Regions from separate parts of the Cricetulus griseus genome. Here region 1 is linked to region 2. A link is a contact called in public Micro-C data. All regions are on one chromosome and are shown on one strand. The core of a region is the stretch at or near the end of the contact, and the rest is flanking DNA. Distances in the headings are between cores, read along the strand shown. Region 1 overlaps Acvr1 (activin receptor type-1). Region 2 holds the start of Acvr1 (activin receptor type-1).

The links. Hi-C and Micro-C count contacts between places; a contact is called where the count stands out from the background.
Region 1: a contact with region 2 is called in a Micro-C map of the CHO-K1 cell line, with 2.3 times the contacts expected there. The contact joins the enhancer-like site here to the promoter of Acvr1 in region 2. A contact is called at or near these places in 5 of 8 Hi-C or Micro-C datasets (the CHK-Q cell line, the CHO-K1 cell line, fibroblasts and 1 more).

The regions. Positions count from the first base shown.
Region 1 is chr6:116,390,985-116,395,410 of CriGri-PICRH-1.0, forward strand. All of the region lies in intron 3 of Acvr1 (activin receptor type-1), which reads left to right. Among named protein-coding and RNA genes, the nearest start is that of Acvr1, 81 kb to the left of the region's middle. Within about 2 kb of position 2,802, at least 1 of the 6 cell types and tissues checked has open chromatin away from gene starts, as enhancers often do. A contact at or near this core is called in the CHO-K1 cell line, where this site is marked.
Region 2 is chr6:116,310,370-116,314,177 of CriGri-PICRH-1.0, forward strand. It overlaps Acvr1 (activin receptor type-1), which reads left to right and starts at 1,438. Exons shown (of 11, transcript XM_035446227.1): 1 at 1,438-1,569.

The DNA.
Region 1 (4,426 bases), core at 1,552-4,051, 82 kb after region 2:
CCTCTTCCTCCAGGCTCTGTCATGCCCTCTAGACTGGAGCCTTGTTCAGTCCCAGGCATTCGCTTGTGCGCAACAACACTGTTATATTTGGCCTGTAAAAATATCCCTCCAAACGTAATTCCCTTCAGGTCTGTAACCCTTTGTTCTGTGAAGCATTGCTTCAAGAGACTTGCAGACAAAGTGAAGAGGTCATTATTCTGTTATTTTCCTCCAGGTTGTAGAGTTGCCTCCTAGACTGAGCACCTATGCTAAAGCTGAGTCTGCTGCTCTCAGAGGATCGTAAGAAAAGGAAAAGCCCGGGCGATGCTGTCTATGGTTACCACCCATAGAGTGGTAACTAAGAGTATTCCTTAATCTCTTAGTTGATGGAACACAGGCCGAGCTTCTGGCTCTGGAGCAGAAGGTGTAGGCTTAATTTGTGGGGATTATTTCAGAGTCAGCCCAGGCATAAAATAAACAGATGGCACCCCTACCTCCAGCTTCAGCAGTTCAAAGGCAGCATGACCTAGGGATCTATATTACCTGCAGCAAAGCATAAAGGGCAAAGGGAGAACTCACTCTTCCTTCCCCCTTCTCTACTGAACTTACCATCGGAAAAATGGCAGCAAAAATCCGGGGCAACTTTGCTCTGCTGAGCAGACATGGCCTGTATGGATTGCTCCAAACTCATTGTCCGTGAAGGTGCTGACTGTGTGGTAATGACCTTGATCAGGGGACCATCTTAGCAGCCAGAGTCCATAGAGCAGCCAGCCAAAGGAAGACCACCCACAAAGCCCAGCTGTTTTATGAGGGTTCCTTATTTAAGGAACGCTTACAGTTTACTTGTGGTCTTTGATAAATAAACAGGCTCACACACACACAAAAAAAAAAGCAAAAATAAGAGCTTACATTCCCATAGAAAGTACTGATTTTTCCATACATTGGGAGCCCCAAGTATGAACAGATGTGATGGTGCCATGGGCCCCTTCTAGAAGAAATGATTTGCATGGACATGCTGGCAGGTGACTAAGCCTTGCCTGAGGATCAGTGCTGACATTTGAAGACTTTATGGGCTCAGTCTGGTCTGAAACCCAGCATCAGGTCTCTTCCCATCCCTGAAAGTTTTCTGTGAATGGAAAATTCATGCTGAAGCAAATACCCATCAGGTTGATACTGCCAGGTACAGAGGCTGCTGCTGGTAGGAATAGGTCCTATCCTCATGTTGTTGACCATCAGAACAAAGGACAGGGGAACCATCAGTTCTGGAAGATTCAAGTGCTAGGCTCTGACAGGCAAGGTGAGATCCACTAAGTAGACTCAGTGCTGTCAGGGAAGGAATAAATATCCAATATGGAGGGGTTCCATAAAGAAAGGGTCTGAGAGCCTGTAGCAAGAAGAGGCCTCCTGAGGACTCCCAAGTTCTGAAGAGGGCAGGGTGAAGAGCTGCATGAGTCAGGCTATAGTCTGTCTTGCAAGTGATGGGAGCCAGAGACCAGCAGCCTGTGTGGTTGCATGAATGGGCACGCCACTCCCTGAGTTAGAGAACACTAGGGAGGAATGCATTTGGAGTAGCTACATCCTGAGTTCAAAAGTCTTGGGCTTTCTAGTTGCCATTCTGTTTTATAGTCTTTTTTGACTTCCTCTCTTCTCTCAAAGCTCTTGAAATGTATTTGTTTCTTGGCTTTACAACTTTCTTAAGATCAGTGTCTCTGTTTTAAAGAAGAGTAAGACGTCTATTTCCTATAGGAGTGTGTAGACTGCGAGAGCATTTGCACCCCTGGTGTATTTTAGCCTCAAACATATACAGCCTGCCTTCTTGCCAAAGGATCAAGTGCCCTTCAGTAGGCATTCCAGATAGACCTTTGTGTTTCTGTCTGAAGAGCAAGCTTGCTGGCAGTGAAACCTGGCATTGCAAAATCCTTCCTTAAGCCTTTGTTTAATGCCAGAGATCTCAAATGCTTGCAAATTCTGGAGAGGTGCCAAACAGTGCTCCCAGATTAGGAGACGGGTGGAAGGACTCCCATAATCTATAAACCTAATATAAACTGCCACTTCAAATGAATGAATCGTTTGGACTGCTGGAAGGAGGCCAAGGATGTTTGGAGTTCCCTTTTTAGCTTATACAAGTTCTGCACTATTGGGCTTTTATAATCACCTTCTAATTACTACATTATTATTATACCGTTTTGAGGAGATCCTGTCAAAAACCCAGCCTGTCCCCTTTTGCTGACCCTTAGCATGGCTCCTGGCTCCAGGACAGTTTACTCGCAGCATTTTCTCATCTGTTACGTATCAAAGATCTTAGTGGGAAACATGGGTTTTTATGCCTCATATGGAATGAAAAAATCTGTTTGAATACTGTAAACATTATACAGTACACCACTAGGCAGGTGGAGACAGGAGAGTCTGCAGTATCGTGCCTCAATTGCTGAAGTCCTAGTTCAGCATCAATGTGAATAGTTTTACTATGAAGCCCAAGATTGTCCCAAGCTATCAACAGTCTGAAAAAGTCGGAGCCGCTTTTTGCTTTGTCTCTTCCATTTGCCAGCCTGGAGCCATCTCCTAGTGGGTGTGTCCAGACTGTGAGCTGAGCCTTGCCCAGAACAAGAGAAATCTTTTAAAGAGTTGGCTGCTGTGAACTCTTGGGGACTCCCAGCTCATGCCTCTGGCTTGCAAACAGTCCCATCCTCTCCCACTCCGGTGGCTTCTCCCTTGATAGGAAGCAGCCATCCTTTGTGGTCAGAGTTCTCCAGTCTGTTCCCAGCCAGCCCCAGCTGTGAGCATTTTCACACGGCCCTGGTTCTAGTGATGCAAAGAGCAAATGGAGCCAGCCATAACACTGAGTAATGCCGGGAGGTGCCTTCTAGAACAAACAATGTGGGTGAGCTGTGCAGAGAGGGAATACCTCTGGCTTGACATTTAAATTACTGAATTATTTAAATGAATGTCAACTAGGTGGAGTAGGCTTGCTGCCTTCTGCCAGGGCACTTCCTGGTTATTCTGGCAGGCAGGTGTAAAGACTTTATTCACTTTAGATATCACACTTCCTGTAGCACCATGGAGGAGCAGTGTTATGACACAGTTATCCTGCATTGATATCATGGTCTGAGAGGTTAGGAACCCACACATTCTTATATGTAGCTCTTACAGATATTCCCTAGCTCAACACCCAGCCCAAGTAAAATATTACAGGCCCACACATGTCATGGTGAATGTTAAATTTGACCAGACTGAAAAAGTGAGTCATGGGCATTTTGAGGCTTGCTGTATTCCTAAGAATTGTGGATATTAACATCTAAGTATGTTCTGCCTTCCTTTTAGCCTTTGTTGAATTAGTAATCCTAATTTAGAAGATCACTTTGACTTCTCTTTAAACTAACTCAGACTGCTATCTTCTATTGTGAATTTTAGGTCCTCATTTATATTTGTGTGTGTGTGTGTGTGTGTGTGTGTGTGTGTGTGTGTGTGTGTGTGTGTGTGTATCTCTGTGTGTTTGAGTGTATATGTGTATGTGTATAAAATAAGTACATAAAGGATTTACTAATTAGTTTTATGGGAATGTACCAATTAAATAAATGAAATGTTGGGAGGAAAGCATAAGAGAACCAGATTTGATGAAGGTTGAGTACTCGTGCTTGACTCCTGGTTTCATATCAAAGATGGAGTTAATTATTATATACCATTAAAAGCTATTCTCCATTTGTATTTGTTTCTTTGTCCTGAGTGTGGAGAACAAGGATATGTAAAACATGCATTTTGACATTTGTTTGGAAAGAGCCATCAACAGAAAAGCAGTCAGCAGCTTAGTTCTGTCTGTACAACTACAAGACATCTGTAGAAGGTTGAAGGAGACCTAACTGAGACTGCAGAGTCAGAGCTGACTAAGGTTAATGCTGCTTTTTGCCTGTGTACACAGCACAAGTGGGTTCAGTGAGTTGAATTTCACTAAATGTTAAAATTATTTGAGGTTCTGGCTTTTGATGAAACTCTTTAGTTATAGTTCAAACATCTGTCATACTATATATCCTGTCAAAGAGTCCTGGGAAAGTGGTATTTCTTCCTCTGTCTGTGACTACAGAGTTTACTTTAGGATACAACTTTGAAAACAGCTCACACTAGAAACATACTATTGTGAATATTTGCTGTCTTGGACTATACATTTATTTATGTTTGTTGGTTTTACTTATTTGTTTATTGCTGTAGATCAGTGGTTCTCCAATTAGTGGGTTTCAGTCCCTTTGGGGGGTCAAACAACCCTTTCACAGGGGTCACCTAAGACCATCAGAAAACACGGATGTTTATATTATTCATAACAGTAGAAAAATTACAGTTATGAAGTAGCAACAAAAATAATTTTATTCTTGGGGGTCACCACAACACGAGGAGCCAGATTAAAGGGTAGCAGCATTAAGAGGGTTGAGGACCACTGCCATAGATAAATCTGGGC
Region 2 (3,808 bases), core at 188-2,687:
GATCCAAACACAAAAGAACCAACAAGCTTCTTGTCTTTTTGCTTCTACAACACCTGAAGGCTAATTTTTAGCTGTTCCTTGTACATATGCCTGTGTTACTAGCCCGACTGCAAACTCCTGCAAAGGCCAGATCTTCCATTTCCTTTGCAACCATCTGCAGTGCTGCAGCCAGCGACCCAATAAATGCCCTCTGCATGAAGGGACCTGTAGGGATAAAAAACACTTTATGTTTTTTCCCATTTATCGGTGTCACGATTTTACTTTGCTTTGTGATAAGCTTGTACATTATAAGCTTGTAGAGGGCAGAGAAAATGGCTTGGTGCTTCCACACACTAAGCGGGCACCATGCAAAATTTGATCCTTGCATGCCTTTTTTTGATGCCCCGGATAATATTAGCACACTGGGGTGTTTTTGTGTATCCAAGGACCGAGGTTGTCAGCCTCTCTGCGGCGGGGAATGTTCCTTCCTTCCCACTGTAAGCTCCCATGGCGCCTAGGACAGGGCGGGATTATTGCAGAAGCCCCCTCCCCCCGACTTGCTTATTTTTATTACCAAGGAAGCAGACTGCGAAAATGGCAAACGCTTGCATAACCCCAGACCCTGCGAAGAAATGAGCAGAGTGGAAGGGGATCAGCAGGCAGGGCAGCGATGCCTGGCCAAGGCGGAGCATTGAAAAACCACCCCTCCGCCTGACACGCAGAATTGGAGATGAGTGCATGAGCCCCAGTAGTCCCTGGCCAGTCTGCTTGAGGCTCGCCCGCCCCGCGCCCCGGGAGCTGTCCAGACGTCCCCGCCCGCGCCTACCTGGCCGCTCCCCGCGCCGCTCCGCGCTCCTCCCTACCCCCCCCCCCCACCGCGTCCCGCCAGCCCTGCTCTAGCAGCCCGCAGCCCGGCGGCCCGAGGGTCGGGGGTCGGGGCACGGGCGGGCACGGCTAGGCTGGCGGGCTCCCCGGGGCCCGGCGCCTGCAGGGGGCGAGGAGCGCCCCGCCCCGCCGCCGGCCCTCTCCTCCCGGCTCCCTGGATCCGCGCCGGGAGGAAATGATGTGTTGCTGCCTGGTTAATCACAGCTCCCAGACACTCATTGGCCGAGCGCTCCGCAGCCACTTCCTCCTCCTCCTCCTCCCGCCTCCTCCCGGCCTCCAGCTCCGGTCGCCGCCGCCGCCGCGCCCCCAAGCGCTGGGGGAACTTTGCCGCCGCCGGCTCCCCTCCGCCCCGGCCGAACCCCCGCGTCGCCGCAAGTTTCCTCCGCCCTCCTCCCCGCCCTCCGCCTCCCTCCCTGCGCCAGTCGTCTTCCCGGCTCTAGCCGGGTGCCTGCCGCCAGCCTGCGTGCGCCCGGGCCCCGTGGCCGCCAGTCTCCCGCTCTGTGCCGAGCTGCGCTGCGCTCTGCGCCGCCGCCGCCGCCGCCGCCGTTGCCGCCGGGGACGCCCGCCCGCGCCCGCGGAGTTCCGGGCTCCTCGCCGGCTGCAGCGCCCGCCCCGCCCCGCGCCTCCCGCGCCGCCCTGCAGCGCCCCGCCGCCTCGCGCTCTCCGCCTCCCCGGGTTCAGCACCCGGCCGCCGCTGGACCAGAGGTGAGGACAGGTCGCCCGCAGCGCCGCCGGAACCGGGAAGACCGAGGGAGGAGGGAACCTAGTCGGAGGAGAAGCCGGGATCGGGGGTGGAGGGTGGGCGTCTCGGTGCCTCCCCCTCGCTTTCATTCTTTCTCCGGCAAGCTGCGTGCCCTCTCGACAGGGGGAAGCAGCGGCAGAACGAAACTGTCTTGCTTAGGGCCTCGGTTGCGGGTGGGATCCGGGGAGGGCAAAGACTTGGAGCTGGGGGCTCGGGTGTGCGTAGGGTGAACTACTGCAGGGTGTGCGCTTCGGACTTATAAATCGATCTGGCCTCTCGGCCCCGGGCTCACCTTCCAAGCTGAGCTTGGCAGACTAAAGGGATTGGCGAGTCACCCCCACCCTCAAAATATCCATCTCTTCCAAGAGGAATTTTCTGCTGGAGAGACAGCCAATAAACTCTGTTCAACTCCCTCCCTCCCTCCGTCCCTCCCTCTGTCCTTCCTAGCTGCAGTTTCAAACAGCTTCAAAGCCAGGAATGTGGGATTCATCTTCCCATCCCCAGAAGGCAGATGTGGTTACAGATGTTGTACGGTACTTTGCCAAGTTTAAAACCCTTCCTTCCACACTAACCAAAACAGTGAGGCTAGAACCTTGGGCGCACTGGGGAGAATTGTGGGCCTCTGGGGCCACTGCATGCATGGACTTCCGTCTGGTTTAGAGACTGGCTTGGCTCTGTCCAGTTTGTGCCAGATACTTCTCCCACCCTTTCCTACCTCCTTTTACCCCTGGAGTTCTGAACAACCCTTGTGTGGCATGGAGGAAGCTACTTGGGGGGGGGGGTACACAAACAAAACAAAAAGAACAAAACCCAACCATTTTGTAGCAGAAGAAAAGTGTTGGTTAAAAAGTTGTCATTAATTTGGTGTTTGGAGAGAAGCAGACTGTAATGCAGTGGATTTGTTGTTCCCTTTATTGGCTTTTCTTCTTTGTGGTTTTTGTGAATGGTGTGAGATGATGGGAAATGTCTCCGATCCCATACATGTTTAATGTAATTGCATATATATGTATTTGTGTTTGCATAGATATATAATTTTTGGGAAAAAATCCCCAAATTGAGACTTAACCCAATGATTTGAAACAATCCTGTTCCTGAGAGGCAGACTGCTCTGACAGCCCAAGGGAAGGCGGTGGCAAAAATAGACACCACCTCCTTTTTCCCCAAAAAATTCTTCCTGGAAAGGTGGTGTTAAGAAACTTCAGAGATGGGCTGATCCAAGTGGCGGGCCTTAAATGGAAACACTATAGTATGTCCTGGCACTAGTCTCTGGAGGTGGGTTGCTGGCCAGGGGCCCAGGCTTGGGCAGGCGGCAGACACTAGACTTGTGCTGACCTCAGAGGCTGCCTTGCCATGCAGCTCTACAGTTGGCACACTGCTTAAGTATGAAACCCAGGCCTCACCCATGTCACTCATGGAGACAGTGCGGTCACAAGGTTATTTTAAGTCTGGATAGGATCTGGATTACCATCCTAAGATCAAATCCCTTGTTTTGTGGTGGTTACTTTTGTTTTCTGTCCTGGGGTTGATGAATGGAAGTGTTTCGAGGCTGAACTGTGAGCCTCAGGTTGCTGTCATTTTGTGATGGGTCATAGCATTTCAGCTGCCATGCTGTATGTGAATCCTCAAAGGCAATGAGTGATGGTGAGATAAACTCCGGCTAGACGGCAAAGATCAAGGACCAGCATGGGCATGCACTGGGTTTGCCTTCTCTCTTCAACTGTGTTGCTGAGTTTTGCTTGAAACAGAGAGTGGTTTTAGATCAAACTTGATTGAGATAATAGTCTTACAACTTTTGCACGTTGGACTAGAAGTGATCACTTGAATCTGAATAAATTTCTTGTAATTGCTAAGTAATTACAGAGAATATTAAGGATGCAGAGTTAAAATGCCATATTCAGGAGTGTAATGCGTTTCAGGAGTGAGGAACTTAATTTGATTAATAGCATTGTAATGAGTGCCCTCCCCTCCAAACTGGTAATTTACCAAGTTTTCTTCCTGTACTCATGCAACCGGTGACAGTGACTGAGGTGGTAAACAGAGGATATCTTACAGAAGCTTCTTGTCTTCCCAAGGTTGGACTGTGACTTGGTCACAATAAGCTTCTAGGTATTTCTTAAGGTTGGATGGAGTAGTCAGCAAAGCCAAGGGAGAGACAAGACAGAAATGGATTTGAAAAATGATCTTGCTCTCCAAGGTCACAAA